2 separate regions of the Rattus norvegicus genome follow, and region 2 is linked to region 1. The links are chromatin contacts, called in public Hi-C maps. All regions are on one chromosome and are shown on one strand. The core of a region is the stretch at or near the end of the contact, and the rest is flanking DNA. Distances in the headings are between cores, read along the strand shown. Region 1 has its middle 29 kb from the start of Cd28. Region 2 has its middle 11 kb from the start of Icos.

What was found. Hi-C and Micro-C count contacts between places; a contact is called where the count stands out from the background.
Region 2: a contact with region 1 is called in a Hi-C map of psoas muscle, with 2.9 times the contacts expected there. The contact joins two enhancer-like sites. A contact is called at or near these places in 2 of 12 Hi-C or Micro-C datasets (frontal cortex and psoas muscle).

The regions. Positions count from the first base shown.
Region 1 is chr9:69,629,088-69,634,088 of GRCr8, reverse strand. No RefSeq gene overlaps it. Among named protein-coding and RNA genes, the nearest start is that of Cd28, 29 kb to the left of the region's middle. Within about 2 kb of position 3,313, at least 14 of the 93 cell types and tissues checked have an H3K27ac peak or open chromatin away from gene starts, as enhancers often do.
Region 2 is chr9:69,864,504-69,869,607 of GRCr8, reverse strand. It overlaps a transcript of Icos not described here. Among named protein-coding and RNA genes, the nearest start is that of Icos, 11 kb to the left of the region's middle. Within about 2 kb of position 1,352, at least 1 of the 93 cell types and tissues checked has an H3K27ac peak or open chromatin away from gene starts, as enhancers often do.

The DNA.
Region 1 (5,001 bases), core at 2,064-4,563:
TATATATATATATATATATATATATATATATCCTCCATTAACTTAGCAAGACAAGACAAGTAAGGAGGTGGGGAGAGTGTCTACTGGTCTACTGTAGATTCTAAAAAAAGTACAAGAGATTTTACCTCCTACTTCTTTTTTTTTTTTTTTGGTTCTTTTTTTCGGAGCTGGGGACTGAACCCAGGGCCTTGCGCTTCCTAGGTAAGTGCTCTACCACTGAGCTAAATCCCCAGCCCCCCTCCTACTTCTTTTAATTCCAATTCTAAGAGTCTGGCCTACGTTTCTTGAGTTTGTAGTAAGTAAGTCTATTGAAAAACCCATTTATTTGCCCCAATAATTGCCCACTATTTTTTAAGCCATGCTACCATTTCAGCTTCATCCCACCATATCAATTTCTAGTTGATGTTATTGAATAAACACCAAGTTACTCGAGATTAAGAAGTTTTTCCGGAAGTAAGTTACCTTCTCTGTACAGCATGAGCATCCCACTAAGACAGCACTTCTCGGCCACTTGCTTTCACTGTCACCTCCCAGTGAAGAATCTTTCCAGACATTCTTTTCCTAATTGCCACCCTATGGATTTTTAATACCATAGTTACACTGTATACCTGCCTAAGTAATTGTGCATATATCCATGCTTTATACATTAAAAAGTAATTTTACACACACACACACACACACACACACACACACACACACACACACCTCTTTTACCCCGGTGGGTAATTTCTGTTGAGAATGTATGATTCAGAGCACAGGAAGTACATCCTGCATGTGGCTATTAGGTGTAAATGATAAGTGCAGATGGAGTACTCCTTTGGGAAAGTGTCTGCTTTAATGGTTAAGTCCTTCTTTTGGTACTTCATTTCCTTTCTTTTATTTGATCCCTCTTACCTTGCTATCTTTACTGAAAGGGAGGAATGGGGGGGGAAGGGAGAAGAAAGGAAGGAAAAAAGTAAAAAGGAAAGAAAGGAAGGTAGGAAGGAAGGAAGGAAGGGGGAATGGAAGGAAAGGAGAAATGGAAGGAAAGGGGAATGTAAGGAGGGAGGAGAGAAGAGGGAAGGGAAGAGGAGAGGAGAGAGGAGAGGAGAGGGGAGCGGAGGGGAAGAGAGGAGAGGAGGGGAGAGAAGGGGAGAGGAGGGGAGAGGAGGGGAGAAGAGGGGAGAGGGGAGGGGAGAGGAGAGGGGAGGGGAGGGGGGAGGGGAGGGGAGAGGAGAGGGGAGAGGAGGGAGAGGGGAGGGGAGGGGAGGGGGGAGGGGAGGGGAGAGGGGAGGGGGGACCATGGCTTCTTATAACTCAAAATTCCAAAGGGCCCCAGGAAACACCAATGTAATAGTAGGGTATTGTTCTATTAGAAAGGTCAGCTTGCTCCCCCAGTGTTCATATCTAATACTGTGAAGTTACTTCGAGTTATTTTCTTGGCTCTATAAGCAGAAAAAATGCTATTCCGTGTATATTAACCAACATCCGGCAGTAATCTTCCTGACATTTGGAGAACAGAGAAAATTCCTGCTGCTCTTTTTTTCTAATTTGGCTTTTCCTTCTAAGCTTTCACTGTGCAGGGATAACTGTCCTCTGTTCAGGTGTTAGGAATATCAGGCTTCAAAAATAGTCACAAAAATAGGTTTGACATATCAGGACAACTTTTTGATAATATTTTGAAAAAATGGGTTTGATAATATCAGGACAACTAGAAGACGGATTTGGAGGGAATCTGAATGCTGGTTATGATTAACTGGTATTTATTTAGCCCCAAAAAATGTAGCTCTTGCTATTATCAATTGAGCGAGGCCAGAAAGCTAAAATATCTAAAAGGAGCATGTTGTGTGTCCCTCTCCCAATAGAGTATAAAACATTAATTATTATAGAACAACAAAAGGGAAGAATGATAGAAATATGAAATACAGTCTTATAGGCATCCAAAAATGCATCTAAACCTTTGATTTTCTTGCCATTCTCAGCTAAAATCTTTTATTTTGAGATTTGCACTTATATTGTTTCTTCTGGTAAAATTGGAATTCATGTATTTATAAGTTACTATATAAAATTCACAATGTATGCCCATAAGAACCAGAACTGTGTGGTGTCTGCTCACCGCAAACACAGGACTGAGCATATTAGGTGCCTTCTTATTTAGAAGAATTAAATAAATTCAATGGAAATATGTTTTGACATGACCCCCTGGGCTTGTGGAAGAAAGCAGGCTGAGCAAGCCATGAGGACCGACCCAGTAAGCAGCACCCTCCATGGCCTCTGCGTCAGCCCCTGCCTCCAGATTCCAGTTCTGTTTGAGTTCCTGCCTTTACTTCCTTTAATGATGTACTGTGATTTGAAACCATAAACCAAATAAAGCCTTTCCTGATCAACTTGCTTTTGGCCATAGTGTCTTATCATCACAGCAATAGGACCCTAGTAGAGACAAAGACAAAGTCAAGAGCTTTGTCCATCTAACCCTTTAAGTTCTTGATTTAAGCATCCTTGTGAAGTATCTACGCACACACACACACTACCACATTAGCACACTAGTTTAGGTAGCTAGCTGAGCCCTCCACTGACTAGGAAGCCTATGAGGGCCAGGAATATCTCTAGTCTCTTGTTTATTAGATCTCTAGAGACTGCAACTATTTTTCATGCATAGTAAGTGCTCAGGAAATAGTTGACGAAGGCCTCCTTTACAATATATTTATTTTTCTCTTTTTTAAAACCCTATTCATCTTATTCTTCCATTCAATTAATAAAAAATTATTTCTGTCCCTAAATAATATTATTTGCCTTCTCTTTCAAGATTTTTTTCCCTTAATTTCCCCAGGCAATTGAATTACCATTCTGTAACTTGGAATGAACTGTGTTTTGTGCATTTGTACCCAGGAAAGAATTTACCCCGAGGAGTGTATCTAAGGTTTTTTCCTTTACTCTTGTCAGGTGGCCACAGGGGCTGCTTTATTTGTAGGCTACCAGAATTGCTTCCCCATGGGGTTTCTCTTGCCTTCTGTATACACAGAATTCAAAGAATTTAGTCTGAAAAAGTAAGTTTCTTTTGGAGAGTAGTTTAAAATGAATGTTCTCAGGGGACTGGCAACAGGTCAGCATAGCTGTCTGTTCCCAAAATTAATTCTTACTCTCTGTTTTCACTTACAAGGGGAAGGGGGAGGAGAAGAATAAGGTCCTGGTTTAAAGTTTAAAGTGGTTCAGATGTTTAAAAATAGAAATGTAGGAAGGACCCTGAAAGAGTTCTAGTCCTAAGGCACCCAGAAGTCTCTAAAGTCGGTGACTCCTAAGTTGGGTGTCTCCTTGGGCCATCTGGCAGCCAGAGAGAGCTATTTTAAGCCATGGTAAGGCATGTTGGCAACCTCAAAAACCACACCCTTTGAAAGTGAACCTTGTCCACCAGCATGAGGCACGTCTGACAGGGGCAATGGGCAGGAAACAAGGGCTGTGCTATGGGCTTGCCAGTCCCACAGAAATGCTGTTGACTTCTTTAAAAGGCATGTGTCAGGACAAGTGCCTTATTCTTTTATTTACTAAATGCTCTGAAAACTGGAAAAGTCAATCAAATGTGGATGTTTCCAACATCCAGATGTGTCCTAGATTCAGCCTGGATGTGAGGGAGAGACTCAGATTGATTTAAATGTGGAGTGTTTTTTTTTCATAGTAGAAATAACTTTTCTGAATTATACAATCTTTCACATGACCCTCTGAAGGAAACAAAAAAACATAGTTACTGAGAAAGAATTATATTGGTTCTTACAAATATTCACTAAAAGTAGACATAGGACTGAATAGAAGAAGTTCAAAGTTTCTCTTACTAGCTTAAGGGTTCACACACATAGGGTGAGTTGGGTGTGAGTGTTTGTAATTCTGGCACTCAGTAGACTGAGGCAGGAGGATTGATGTAAGTCTGAGGGCCAGCCTGGACAGAATGATGTATTTAAGACTAGCCTAGGCTACAGGGAAAGACCCAATTTGAGGAAGAGAAACCATGAATAAAATGACTACCAAAAGAAAATATTTTCTTAAGTATTAGATATCTGTTTTCAGTTGCAGTTAGAATACATAAAATGCTATACTGTTATATCAATTATAACAACTAACAGAAATGGAATGCCTTGAAGTTTCCTGTTGGTTTTTATTCCAACTGAAAATAAGAATTACCCTTTCTTCCTTCCTTCCTTCTTCCTTCCTTCCTTCCTTCCTTTCTTCCTTTCTTCCTTTCTTCCTTTCTTCCTTTCTTCCTTTCTTCCTTCCTACCTTTCTTCCTTCCTTCCTTCCTTTCTTCCTTTCTTTCTTCCTTCCTTCCTTCCTTTCTTCCTTTCTTTCTTTCTTCCTTTCTTTCTTTCTCCCTTCCTTCCTCCCTCCTTCCTTCCTTCCTTTCTTCCTTCCTTCCTTCCTTCCTTTCTTCCTTCCTTTCATCCTTCCTTCCTTTCTTTCTTCCTTCCTTCCTTTCTTTCTTCCTTTCTTCCTTCCTTCCTTCCTTCCTTTCTTTCTTCCTTCCTTCCTTCCTTTTTTCCTTTCTTCCTTTCTTCCTTCCTTCCTTTCTTCCTTTCTTCCTTCCTTTCTTCCTTTCTTCCTTCCTTCCTTTTTTCCTTTCTTCCTTCCTTTCTTCCTTTCTTCCTTTCTTCCTTTCTTCCTTCCTTCCTTTCTTTCTTCCTTTCTTCAAAGGTTGACCACGTATTTGTTCCTCTTAAAGACTTGTTTTTGACTGGACTCCGACTCAGAAGTAGCAGATGTCAGAGAGGACAGCCTACGTCTCTTGGCAATCCGTTTCTGGCATTTGGCTTTGGCTTCTGTCATTCTCTTGTGGCTTCCTCCGCATGTTTCTTAGGGCGTTGTTTCTGCGGAGCAGCAGGTCAGCATTGGTGCTGCAGGACACAGGGAGCAGTGACAAGATGCTGAGTCTCGGCTGCTTTGGTCCCAGGTTTCTCACCTTCTTTATTTCAGAGTTTTCTGACAGTATATTGGTGGACATCATCTTCTCTAGACAGACTGAAAAGCTTTCAGATT
Region 2 (5,104 bases), core at 103-2,602, 240 kb before region 1:
TTCATGTATGTGAGTACACTGTAGCTGTCTTCAGACACACCAGAAGAGGCATCAGATCCCATTACAGATGGTTGTGAGCCACCATGTGGTTGCTGGGAATTGAACTCAGGACCTCTGGAAGAGCAGCCAGTGCTCTTAACCACTGGGCCATCTCTCCAGCCCTACAATGAACTTGAGAATATGCCCAGAAAATGTTCTCATTTGCTTGGCTGTTAGTTCCACTGCACCTCACTATTTTCATTGTGAACCTGAGGCTTATTGCTCCTTTCTCCCCAAAACCTCCATGTTCAGCCTCCTGGCCCTTTAAACTCCCCAATAATCCCACCCCTTATATAACTGAGTGTCAGACCCCTACATACCTACTTGTGACTCTCGGGAGCACAGAGAATCTACTAATTCATAAGCGATTTTATGTGTAAAAAAGAGGGTTTCATAGGTATAGTTCTGTATTTGGATACGGAAACAGGAAGATGGATGGCGCATCAGTTAACATGCTTGCCACACATGTTGGTATTATGTCTAAGCTCCACCCCACAGCTACCTGGCAACAGCCAGGTATGCCTGACTATATAAGGGGCTGCTTGCCCCTCCCCATTCCCTCTTGCTCTTTGCTCTCTTCTCTTCCCTGTTCTTCCTTTGTTCCTTCTCTCTCCTATTCCCCTCCCCGTTGCTTCCTTCCACTTGCTCATGGCCGGCCTTTACTTCTCCCCTCTTCTACTCCTCTTCTCTCATTAAACCTCTCCACATGGAATCATGTGGGTTTGGTGTGTTCTGTCTGGACACAAGCCAAGATTTAAACCCCAACAACACAAGCAAGAGGACTAGACTTTGGATCCCCGGAGTCCATGCAATGGCAAAGTAGGTGTGGGGACTCAGCTGTAATTCCAGTTTCAGAAAGCAGAGATAAAGGATCCCTGGAAAATCTGGCCTCACCATAGTATCAAGCTCTGGGTTTGACTGAGAGACACTGCCTCAGTCAAGAAAGATTCCCAAGATGAACCTCAGCCAAGCACCCCCACCACACACGCAAATACACACACATGTGCACGCACACACACACACATACAAACACACACACACACCATATGTACATGAAAAGAAAACAATTTTAAAATTCCAGATGTAAAATTATTGAGCGTTTCAAATTATCAATGCCCCCTTTCATTTCTGAACTGTTGTTTTATGTCTTGGGTAGACTGCCTTGTGATTTAAGAAAGTCACATGGAACTAGGTCTTCCCCTGTTCTTGACTTCTGAACCACTTGAAAATCAAAGCAAGGCTCTCTCAAAAGTTGGCAGGCCATGACAGGACCTTGAAGGAGGTAAATAGATATCTGCTTGAGGCTCGAGTTATGGCAAGAAAGGTCAGAGCTGCCTGAAAAGCTTAGTGGGGAAGATGCTGTGAAACAGCCCAGAATGCCTTAGTTAGAGGCAAATGGAAGGACTGTTGGAAGGCGGGAAAGTTATTTGCATGGCATGGGGCTGGGCACACAACACCTTAGCACATGATATGCTCACAGGAACAGCTCTGTGCAGACAGATAATATTATAATCTCCATCTCATTAACACAGGGGCCTGTCTCAGAGAAGTTGCTTTACGATAAGCTGTGACCATGGCTGGAACCCAGACAGACCTGCTTCTATGTTAGCACTCTTCGTGTGCTGGGAAGGAAAGAGAAGCAAAGGCTCTGGGGTGTAAGAATTGGCCCTGAAAGTTTGCTTACAGTCCCATCTCTCAGAGGCTATGCTGCCTAAGGAATGCAATTATAAATAACCTTGGACATGGCTAACCACTCTCTGTTCCTCTAATTATAGACACGCAGAAGTATCCATAGCTCTTTGGTTTTGGAGTTTGATAAGCCATGTGGGTATATAAATATTAACAAAGTTTTTTGACAGGTACAGTTATAAAGCCATGAATATTAATGTCACACTTTATTATCCAACTTCCCTGTTTAAATCAGATTAGTTCAGAACAGGATTACTAAGTTTGGAATCAAAACCAAGTTGGACTCCCCAGCTCAGGGCATAAGTGGTTTTCTCAAATGGTTTTCTCAAAATCTCCCAAGGAACATGCAGGAAGGGAGTGTCTTAGGGTTTTACTGCTGTGAACAGACACTGTGACCAACACAACTCTTATAAGGACAACATTTAAGTGGGGCTGGCTTACAGGTTCAGAGGTTCAGTCCATTATCATCAAGGTGGGAGCACGGCAGCACCCAGGCAGGCATGGTGCAGGCAGAGCTGAGAGTTCTACGCCTTTAGCTGAAGGCTGCTAGTGGAAGACCGACTTCCAGACAGCTAGGGCTAGGGTATTAAAGCCCACACCTACAGTGACACACCTACTCTAACAAGGCCATACCTCCAAATATTGCCACTCTGTGGTCCAAACATACAAACCATCACAGAGAGGAAGTAAAAGGAGACTGCCAGAGTGATACTAAATTTCATTCTGAAGAGTGTGTTTTAGAGAGAGAAAGGTGAAGATGATTACTAGGCCTGCCACAGTATAAAGGTATAATCATTTAATCACTCTGGAAAACATGCAGACAGTTCGATGGAACAGAATCAGGTACCTGTGGACACAAGACTTTAAGGCTTGATAAAGCATGTTATATAGACTCATGCACTGGTACCAGAAACCAGGTTCTGAGAAACCAGCTTATCAAAAACTGGACTTGTTACCAGCCTTAAGCTTGACGGGTAGGCTTGGCACTGGTTGTCTGAAGCAGATCCCAGGCTCAGAGTCCAATCCCTCCCCCTGCTCTTAACATTTCTGTGAGTTTCTCATAACCATAAGGCTGCATCCATGCATAAAACTCCAGGTATGGCTGCATATGCCTGTAGCCCCAACATAGTGCAGCAAAGACAGGCGTTTCCTGAGAACTCAGTGGTCAGCAGACTAACCAGAAGAGCAGCTTCCTATTCCACAAGAGATCCTGTCTCTAGGAAGAAGGATGGAGAGTAGTGGAGAAATTCACTTAACATCTGTTCTGGTCCTCCATGTGTGAATGCGCCATACACACACAGAGAGCACACACCCATATACACACATGTACATATACACATGCACGAACACACATGCACAGACATGCATGCACATACATACACAGAGGACACACCTATATACACACATGTACGTATACACATGCACAAACACACATGCATGTACCGTACACACACAGAAAGAGTACACATCCATATACACATATGTACATAAACACATATACGCACATACATGCATCACACACATGTACATGCATCACACACATGTACATGCATAAATGAAATGAAATAGCACCAATGAATAAATCCCTTGGTTTGATAGTAATTAAAAAAGAATAACTATCATGTAACCTTATAAATCAGAAATATAGAATTAATATGTATCTTAAAACAAAACTATTACATTAAGAATCAGGAAATGTTAAATAATAAACTAAAAGTGCTATCTTTGCTTCAATAATTAATCTGGGCGAGATTCTTTTAGTCTGAGGATAAAGAGAACCCATAGTACCAATATTAGAAAGGAAAGGAGCATAGATACTAATGAGTCTTATCTTAATTTTAAAGGAAATGCAACACCAAATAAATACCACATAACTTTTAAAAACATGCCAGGAGTTGCTAATTTTCTAGAACACATAAAATTCGCAGAGAAACGGGAAAATGGAACAGACTATGAACCTGTGAAGAAATCGGAAACAGAACTAAGGAAAGGACCAGCTCAGGATTGAAAACAGACCACCCTACAAACGAACCTCAGTGGCCCTCAAAACACAGAGTTTCCAGGGTATGTAAAGTGGTCTGGAATCAAAATCTGGCATTGTGAGGCTGACATAGTATTAATAGGAAGGTATAACCAAGACGAATCAGAGGCAAACCATGGACCATGAGCATACATGCATACATATGTATTTAAGTACTTAATAGATCTAATTTAGCAGCTTATTAAAGAAAATTCACCATATAAAATCAATCCAAATGGCCCAAATGTAGGCAGTTCTCTTTCTCTTTCTTTCTTTTTTTCTTCCTTTCTCATTCTTTTATAATGTGTATGAATGTTTTGCCTGCATATACATCTATGTAGTATGAGAGTGCATGGGGGCCCTTAGAGGCTAGTTTTTGTGACAAACATCATGAGGAAAAGCAATCAGAGAGAAAGGGATTTATTTTAGCTTACACCCGAGATGAGTTCTTTAGGTGAACACTGCCACAGAGGTCAAAGTTCAAGGCCCAGGTAATGTGTGAACACTCAGTCTGGAGCTGGCATAGTGGCACATATCTATAATCCCGGCAGACCCAAAATTGAGGCATCATGTGTTTGAGGACAGACCGGGTTGCACGATTAGCTCCAGATCTGCCTTCGCTATACTGAAAGATCCTGCCTTACAACCCCACCTTACTGTGGTACACTATAGAATGAACGGAAGTCAGTGGTGATAACAGAAGCTCTCCTAAGTCATTTCATCGTTCGAATTAGAAAATGAGAAATTGGAACCTGCAATTTCCTCACATTGTTTGACTGTCAGAAGGTCCTTGTAACTCCATCCTCTTCCCTCCGGATCGGCAGGAAGTGAAAGGCTTCCTGGGAAAGGCTCTATCCTGCCTCGTCAGACTGACCCTCAGGCTGCACTTCCTGTTGCTTTCACCAATAGGAGCTCAGCGGAAGTAAACAGCAGCGTTAGCTCCCTAGGTTGCTACTCTTCTAAGACTCAGCCCCCAGGGAGGTTAAGCACAGGCTGTGTCCCTCTAGCGACTCTGTGTTCTGATGCTTTCACCTTGACCTTCAGCTCTAAATGGATGCAGTACACGGACTACAATTGTGTGAAAAGAAAATGGAAAATCCCAATACATTCAACACATAGGGAAAGAGTAAGACATACAATGGCATAAGGGAAGATGAGACCTTTGGTTACAGAACTCCTAGGCATCGTCAACAAAGATTTTTAACAGAGACATCTGGCTCTTTTAGGACCAGTACCCAACCCTAACACACATGCATTTGCAGTTTGCTTGTTAAAGGTACCTATTTAGTTAGCTATTGGTCAGTGCCCTGTAAACAGGAAAACTCTAAACAGCCTTGGAGAACACAGCGAGCAAAG